2 separate regions of the Mus musculus genome follow, and region 2 is linked to region 1. Evidence: chromatin contacts called from public Hi-C data. All regions are on one chromosome and are shown on one strand. Each heading gives the region's core, a stretch centred on a gene start, on an enhancer-like site or on the middle of the called end of the contact. The rest is flanking DNA. Distances are from core to core; before and after follow the strand shown.

Region 1 (4,212 bases), core at 442-2,941:
CATCACCGACGCTAACCCTCTGGACCCTTAAGTGCAAGTAAGCTCTTTTATAAGTTGCCCTGTTGTGGTGATCATCACAGCAGCAGAGAAGCATCGAATGCAGCCACCAAACCAGAACCATGCGTTCCAGATTCCTCCGCATTGGTTCACAGCTGAAAGCCCTCACTCCCTCCTGCCAGGCTGACCCACACTCGCCACCAAGCCAGAGGGTTTGGGAGTCTGAATGAAAACGTCCATAAATGATGGTCGATGACAGAATGACATTGCACAAACACTCGAAGCTGGGAGTGTGATGAGTCCAGTCCCCTCCCGCCACAAGTCACTGGAAATACCATGATGGTCAGAGTGACATATCAACCTTGGGTTACCGGGGTGAGCTGCTGAGGTTGGTAGGCCTGGGCCCTCCCTGGCCTGGTCCACAGCTGTAGGGCTACACTGAGCATTGTAGACATGGGCCACACCCTTCTTCCTGCTCAGCCTCGAGTTAGTTACTTCTTCCTTTAGTGTGAAAAGAAGCACCTTAGAGCGTAGCCCAGGTTAGCCATGCTTGCTTGCTTTATAGGGTGGAGTGCAGCATCAATCCAGAGTAGGTTTCCTTCCCAGGTTTGTTTCTTGTGTGATTTCATTCTGTGCGATTTCTTCGCTGGATAGCAAGGTCCACAACACAGCATGTTAGATATTAAACACTAAACACATATTTCCACTGGGCTCCACATCACCTCACTTGGTGTCAGAATGTTCCAGAATGAGCTCTGCAGCTCCAGCTCTTATGCACTTCCTGTTTTTTTATACCTTAGACATCACCTTAAAGCTGATCGCAGCCATGCTGGGGAATGGAACCCTAACTCTTGACATGAAGACAGCCTACACAGCCCAGACGGCTCTAACCCAAATGGCTGGTGTCCTTATAAGAAACAAGAGGGGAGAGGATCCAGCAAGACACCAGGATAAAGGCTTTGTGGAGATGGAGGTGAAAGCTGAACTTATTCAGAATCCAGACAAGTTGGGAGAGAGCCATGGAGAGCTGGAAGAGGCAGGAGGAAGCTCCTGAGGGTGGGAAGGGCACAGGCTCCAACTTCCAAACCACAGGGTCATAGAACCCTGTCTGTCATTCCTGATGGGAGTTTTGTTACAGACTGCTCTGGAAGACAACAGGGTCTTCTGACAGCCCTGGACTCCACTCTGTCTGGGTATGATGACAGGATGGAGGTCCCCAGGCATGGAGGTGATGTCTGGGTGGGTAGCTCCAAGAAGAATGAGGAGAAAGCAGGGCTATTCTCCACAAGTCACTTCTGACATCACAGGACTGCACAGGACAGAAGGCCACCTACCTGACAGTAAACGGACTGAGTTCCTCTCTTCATGTTTCCATTCTGTAATGACCTCCTTCGTCTCATCTCAGGCCTAGTAACAGTTCAGGAAGAGACAGAATTGCAGGGCCGCAGTGTGTGCAGATGCAGCCTGTGCACACTTCCTGTCATGGAGAGCAGTTACTGCTCCCTGTGAGAGCTAGCTTGGACCCGTGGGACACGAATTTGGTTCGAGGTGGCTCTGATGCCCTGGTAATAATGCCAAGGCTTGTCATCTCTTTCCCGATTTCGAGAAAACACGAGAGTCTGGACTCTGCTCAACGGAGCTAGCAATTGGGCTAATCCAGGCTCAGCCTGCCCTTTGAGTCAGTATTGATTTTGCTCAGGCTTCTGGTCCAGGGCCGTGCTGGGTGACATCCTCAGGCTGTTTGCTGGAAGCTCTTGGAAGCCTTTTAAGCCCTCGTTCTGCGGGCTTAACCCGGGCTCTCTCTGCAAAACCATTCTCCTCTCGAAGAGCCAGGAGGTGGAGGCCACGGAGGGGTGTTGCTCTCTGAGCATTTCTTTTCAAGGGTGATATCACAGGGCTTAATCAGTCCAAGGGTCATAGTGGGGTGATAATAAGTTAGTACAGCTAAGCTCTGATGCAGCCTCTGTCTGTGAAGGGTTTCCAGCAAGGTGTCCCTACCAGCTCCTCAGGGGGCTGACTCAGGGGGACCAGGCAGCCTGGCCCCACATCTGGCAGAACTCCCTGTTCATAGGTAGGTAGGAGATGCCAGTAGGGGAGGGAATCTGGATGCCATACCCTGCTCTCCCTTGCCTAGGTCAGAACTACACCCTGGATCCGTGGCCCCTTCAATCACTGTGCATGAATTTCTTCTTAAGTACCTGGGAATGGGTGGGGTGGGGGGAAACAGGTTGTCTGAGCTCGGCTTCCCTGTGGCTCTGGGCCTATCCTATTTTTCCAGCCTGGGTTCTACACTGCAAACCTGGAATGAATCTAAACAAATAGCTCTGATGCTAACTGAGCAGATATGGGGGAGGGGTGGGGTTGTAAGGGCTGACATTAACCTGTAAGCACAGATAGTATTCTGGAATGCAGGGGTGTGTGTGTGTGTGTGTGTGTGTGTGTGTGTGTGTGTGTGTGTGTGTGTGTGTGTGTGTGTGTGTGTGTGTTGTGTGTGTGTGTGTGTGTGTGTGTGTGTGTGTGTGTGTGTATCTGCTGTTCATATAAGATAGCAAGCCACGTGTTTTCACTTCGGTAAATAAGGTTGATTGCCCCAACTGCACAGATGTGCTTGATCACGCAGAGGTGGGGGTCCGTAGGCAGGAAGTACGTCAGAATGCATGCTTGCCACTGAATGGATGGCAGCAGGAAGCATCCACCATAGCCTTGTGGGGTTTGCCTTTATGAGCCCCTGACTAACTTAATTCAGTGCTATTCTCTGAGTATCCTGGGTATGGAACTGGCCAGTGTCCATCTTCCTAGCTAGTATTTAATAAAGCTTGCTCTAATTGGATTATAGTGGATTTAGTCTCTTTCTTACAATTTTCAGGTTTAATGGGATGGGGTTGGGGGGTGGTGCCTGTGGAGAATCAACCCTGAGCATGCTCAGTGGGGACTCTGGTCTCTCTGGATCTAGGTCAAATAACAGGAACCGTGTCCTTAGAAGATGACAGCCAAACTTTCTTTCTCCACATGGGCCCAGAGCAGGGATCTGTCCTCTGACGTTCAGGAGCAACCTCTCCTTCACAACCCTATCAACCCTGCAGCACGTTAACTGTGTGGGCTTCTAGCTTCCTTTAGCTACTTTGTTGCAGGAACTCTGCAGACTAAGAACGAAGGAGAGACTCCCAGGCAGCCGACCCAGTCATCGTGAAGGCCCCCCAGGCAGTGGCTGACAGGAGGGGTTGGTGGAAGGAAACCAAGGGAGGAGCGGATAGTAGTGTGAACAGGACTTAGCTTATGAAGATCACGCAGGCCCCTGTGGCGTGTGTGGAGAGGAACTTTATTGTGTCCCACTCGACCGGCAAGAAAGACGCAACAAACCGGAATCTTCCGGGCAAAAGCTTTATTGCTTACTTCTTCAGGAAGACCCCGAACTGGGAAAATGGCGCCACTTTTATAGCCCACAGTGTGACGTTTCAGCTCCTGATATGGCGTGACAGCTCCTGATTCGTTGCTCGCCCATCACCCCACTATTACACCCCGAGAATGGGAGTGACTAGGAGTGAGTTCACTCTCGCACCTGCGTACAAGGCTTGTTTACTAGTTAGGCACAGCGGAGGCCAGCGCCATCTTATAATGGCGATTGCTCGCGGCACGGCTCTCCACAGCGATTACTGGCAGCACGCACGCGATTGCTTGCAGCAAGGCTCTCCACAGAACTTCACCGGAGCACTGTGAGGGCTGGGAGCTGCACTGCATAGCTGCGCCCCTCTTTGTCAGGGGTTGGGCTGTGTGTGAGCTGGCTTTGTCTTTGTGACCATGTACTTGAGCTAACTTAAAGGAGGGAAAATTCATCTTGGCTTTGGCTATTGGGCCTGTGGTGAGGCAGGGTCATATTGCAGGGAACTTGTGGAATACAATTGCTTGTTATGTGGCATCCAGGAAGTAGAGAGGGAGGAAGGTAGAGAATGACCACTCCCTCTTCAAGGCCACCCCAATGACCTAACTTCCTCCCCTCCCCAGGTCCCACCTCCTAAGGCTCCTCCGTCTTCCAGTCAGGGACAGTCCTTTAGCATGTGAACTTTGGGAGACATTCAATACCCAAACTCTTGATGGGCATGGTGGCATATATCTTTAATTCCAGGAAGACAGATATCTTTGAGTTCAAGGCTGGATCTCTCTATGAGTTTGAGGCTAGCTTGGTCTGCAGGTCTGCATACTAAGTTCCAGTCAGGG
Region 2 (4,212 bases), core at 905-3,404, 210 kb before region 1:
ACCTCCCTCCCTAGCAGCATCAGACCGAGCTCTGCTATATCAGTGTCAGCAATTAGGGGCATCCCTGCCTCCCGAGAGGAGTGGGACCTTTCTGCTGCTGGAGAGCTTGGCAGATAAAACCAAAAAGTCTTAGGTGCACTCACATAAATGTCCCCTTCTCCAGACTCAGGGCCTCAATCTTTCTCTACCAGTTTTCTGCATAAGCCTAGGAGACCCTTTAGCGTGTTCGGACTCTTCTTTCTGCAGGCCTCCCACCCAAATACATTACAGGCTTGATGAGCGGCACTGATCTGCTCTTTGGCTGTTGCTGTCATGGAGGCATTCTGGAAGGGAGAGCGGGCTCTGGCAGGTCACTGTCAGACTTGGGGATGTCTTTAAGTCTAAGCAGTTAGAGAAGCCAGCACACACTCTCGTTCCAACAATTCTCCTTGCTTCCTCACATTGACTGCCCCCAAACCAATGCTCTCCTCATGCCTTTGCCTCCTAACACACTTCCTATTACCACAGGGAAGTCCCCATCACTTACAGAATGCTAGCACTTCAAATGTTAAGCCTGAGAGGCCTAACTCAAGTGACATCAGTGACTACATTATGATGAGGTCTTTGTTGATAACTGACCAGATCCATATTGAAGGTTCTGTGCCAAGGATTTAATGATAAATGGTCTTGAGTATTCTGGTGTGTGTGTTTGTGTGTGTGTGTGTGGGGGGGTTGCCAAGCACACCAAAGATCCTTTCTTCAGAACCCTCATGTATTCTACACTGTGGATCACTCTGGGTTTCCACAGGAGCAGAGCCCTGGCTTAGAACTGGAGTGCAGCTGCTGCCTGGTAACTGGTACTGAGAAATAGAGGCAGAGACAGCAAGCATGGACCAGGCAGGACGGTAGCGCAACAGGTTGACTGCAGCTGTGTAGTGGGTTTGACCTAATGCTGGGTCCCCAAAACTGCTTACAGGAGTGTCTGCACATAGCTTCTTGGAACCTACCCCCAGTTGGTAAATAGAAATGCCAACAGCCAATAGCTGGGAAGGACAGACAGAGGTGTTTTGTTTTGTTTTTTAATTTTCCCGAGCTTGGGACTGGGAGAGAGGGCGAGAAAGAGAGTAGATCTGCCAGGCGGGGAGAACGTGGAGGAGAGGAGAGACATCATGCCTGAGAAGAGTGCAGGACAGAGAGGCATGGCCGTGGGAAGGAGCCGGGAGAGCGTGGCCCAGAGCGCGGAACAGAGTGCAGCCTGGTTGGGCAGCCCTCTCGATCCAGAGCAGCCAAGATGGAATATAGAATTTAGTAAGTAATACCTCGGGGTTATTGTTGGGAGGTGGATTACCTGTATGGAGGTTAGGGAGTGGCCCAGCTATTGTACTGATTAAGGTATATCAAAATGTAAAGACTGTGTGTATGTCTTTCAATCTAGAATGGAAACCATTGAGATGGGTAGCGAACCCACCACTGCTGGGATTTATTTATTACTTATTTAATTCGACACAGCTGTTTAACTGAGCTTCGGTTCTAGGGAGGACCCTGTGAGCTCCGTGTATCCCCTTACGCTAGTGCCTCTGATCGAAGTGAGGCTGGGCCTTTCGCCCAACAATCCCTCCCCCTGTGTTTCAGCCCCCCATCCCACCCCCTAGGGAAATCTCTCCCTTACTTCCGGGCTTTGCCAATACAAGGTAGAGTAAGTAGTCTAAGTCTCTCCCAAGAAGGCTGCAGGCCCTCAGAGAGCAGGGCCCAGTGAGCGAGATGGGGATCTGTCCAGTGTCGTGGTGCTGAAGCCAGGCCGGTTGTGAGGTGTGTGTGTGTGTGTGTGTGTGTGTGTGTGTGTGTGTGACATGGGGGTTGTCCGGCAGGATGTGGGTCTATATCCCAAAGCTTCTACATGCTTCTCACCTTCTCAGAAGCCTGGATCTTCCTCAACCTCTCTCCAAGTCTTTACTGGTCAATGCTAATCCCCCATGCAGCGTCTATATCCCATGGACTTGAATTATTAGGGGCACGAAGCTTCTGTATCCAGATAGCAGAGGTCAGCACCTAAGCTGGGCACCTGTTGGCAACTTGTTTTTGGCTCCTGCTTGTGTCAGAAAGACAGAAAGATGCCGGCCAACCACTGCATGGCACACGAAAAAAGCCTCACATCTGAGCCCCGATTTTGTATTTTGGTTGAGTAGTCAGCTGGATCCCCAGGGGATATCAGGCCAGGATGCTGTAATCCCTGGCTAGGATAAATAGCTGCTGCCCCAGTTTCTTCATTCTGAGCTCCCGGAGACAAGTGTCAGCTGTTTTATCAAAAAACAAAGCGCTCCCCTGGGGGACAGTAGGCAGTTCACCTGTGAAGGGTATCGCGGGCTCCTCCACGTTTCAGAAGTCTGTCCTAGTTTTCTCTTGGCCAGCTTCGCCCTTGAGTTATACATCTCCCAGCCAGAGAAGAGATGGAATCTCGCCCCTCGTGAACAAAGGGATGAAGAGGAGCACATGACAGGGGTGGGTGGCAGACGCTCTCTGAGAAACGAACTGTAGGTGTGACCTTGCTGATGGCAGAACTTCCCTGTGGACAGGACAGAGAAGGCTGTGGGGTACCACGTGGGTGCAGGGGATACTGGCGAGCGGGGGAGGGGCACATGCAAGGGTGGGGGTGGGGGTGAGAGATGCACGCATGTGAAGGCTAGAGGTTGACCTCTTATTACTATTATTATTAACAACAATAATGGTAATGATTATTTTTATTTTCATTAAATAATTAATTTTAAGACTTTGTGTGCATATTTTGCCTGAATGTATATCTGTGTGTCAAATGTATACCTGGTCCATGTGGTGGCCAGAGGAAGAAGGCGTTAGCTCTCCGGAACTAGAGTTACGGATGGCTGTAAGCTGGGAATTGAACCTGGGTCTGTGGAAGAGCAGCCGGGGTTCTCAACTGCGGACTCCTCTCTCTAGCCGCTCCTCCATCTTATTTATTTATTTTTTGAGACAAGGTCTCTCCCTGGCCTGGAACTTCAAAAAGGGCTAGTCTGGCTGGCCCGTGAGCTCTCGGGACCCAACCGTTTCTGCTTCCTCAATGCGGTGGCTCCCTGGCCTGGCACACATGGCTGTGATGGTTCACCCTCATCACCTGGCACCTTGAGGCAGGGCGAGGGATGAAAGGGTGGCTTCAGACGTGGGGAGCTCTAGGAGCAGCCGCCTTCTTTGATCTGCCTGCTTAAAAAATTCTGTCCCTGCAGTAGCCTCCCTTCAGGCTTTTTCAGTGCTGCAGGATTTCTGAATCCTCCTTTAAATAAAGATCAAAAGGGAGTCAGCTGCTGGCCTCAGCCCCTCTTTCCTGCTGGCCATCAAGTCTGTTGGGTTTTGAGTTGAAAGTCCGGGTGAAGGACCCCTGCGGATGAGGAATACTAGGCTGGGGGAATTCTGAACCCTTCAGAAAACCTGGGCACCGGCTACAGAGTCCAGCCCCATCCACCTTTCTCAGAATCTCTAAATAACTTGCTACTGTGGGCTAAGCACAGGGATGTCCATGATTCCTTCAAAGCCCTGGAAGGTCAGGGCCACAGGGATTGTTTTCTTTTGTAGGCTTGGAGCCCACTCAGAGAAGCAAGAGAAGCTTGTCTAAGATCACACAGCAAGTCTGATCTGGGGGTCAGACTCTGGGAATTTGGATCCCATCCCCCCCTCCCTCGCCTCCCCCATGGAGCTACTTTGCTTCTTTGCCCAGGGAGCAACGGTCCCTCTTCAGCCTGTCAGCGGCTCCTGCAATTGGCGTTGCCTGGCATTTTGGAGTCTTAGCACATTTCAGGGACAATGGCACATGTCAGGTCTGGTGGACCCGGGGCATGGAAATGGAGCAGTCCATAGGTATCTGGTCACCCATTGTGACTGTGCTCCAAGGAGGAAGAAAATGCCGTGTAGGTAATTCTGGCTCAGGTTTAGTAGTAGGTTAGACACGGAACTGAAAAGCAGTTTTTCCTTGGTCTTAAGAGGAAGACAAAGAGAACGGAGCTCACCCACCTGGGAGGCACAGTCCCTGGCTTGCTCTGTCAAGGGGAGCAGGAACCCCAGCCTGTCAGTGTTACAAGCAGTGGAGGTGGGGAGTCAGAGCAGGCACATGGGTGGGGATCATGAGAGTACACAGAGGGTGTGGGTTTATAGTGCATTAGTCTTGAAGTTGGCTGAGCATTTGCCATGGAGAAGAGAAATCTAAGGGGACAGTCATAAAGGTTGAAC

The links. A called contact is a pair of places that touch in the nucleus more often than the background predicts.
Region 2: a Hi-C map of rod photoreceptor shows a contact between it and region 1, with 2.5 times the contacts expected there. The contact joins two enhancer-like sites. A contact is called at or near these places in 3 of 484 Hi-C or Micro-C datasets (embryonic stem cells, nephron progenitors and rod photoreceptor).

The regions. Positions count from the first base shown.
Region 1 is chr4:153,691,595-153,695,806 of GRCm38.p6, reverse strand. No RefSeq gene overlaps it. Among named protein-coding and RNA genes, the nearest start is that of Gm42360, 76 kb to the right of the region's middle. Within about 2 kb of position 1,691, at least 5 of the 459 cell types and tissues checked have an H3K27ac peak or open chromatin away from gene starts, as enhancers often do. A contact at or near this core is called in rod photoreceptor, where this site is marked.
Region 2 is chr4:153,903,268-153,907,479 of GRCm38.p6, reverse strand. No RefSeq gene overlaps it. Among named protein-coding and RNA genes, the nearest start is that of Gm25880, 29 kb to the right of the region's middle. Within about 2 kb of position 2,154, at least 8 of the 459 cell types and tissues checked have an H3K27ac peak or open chromatin away from gene starts, as enhancers often do. A contact at or near this core is called in rod photoreceptor, where this site is marked.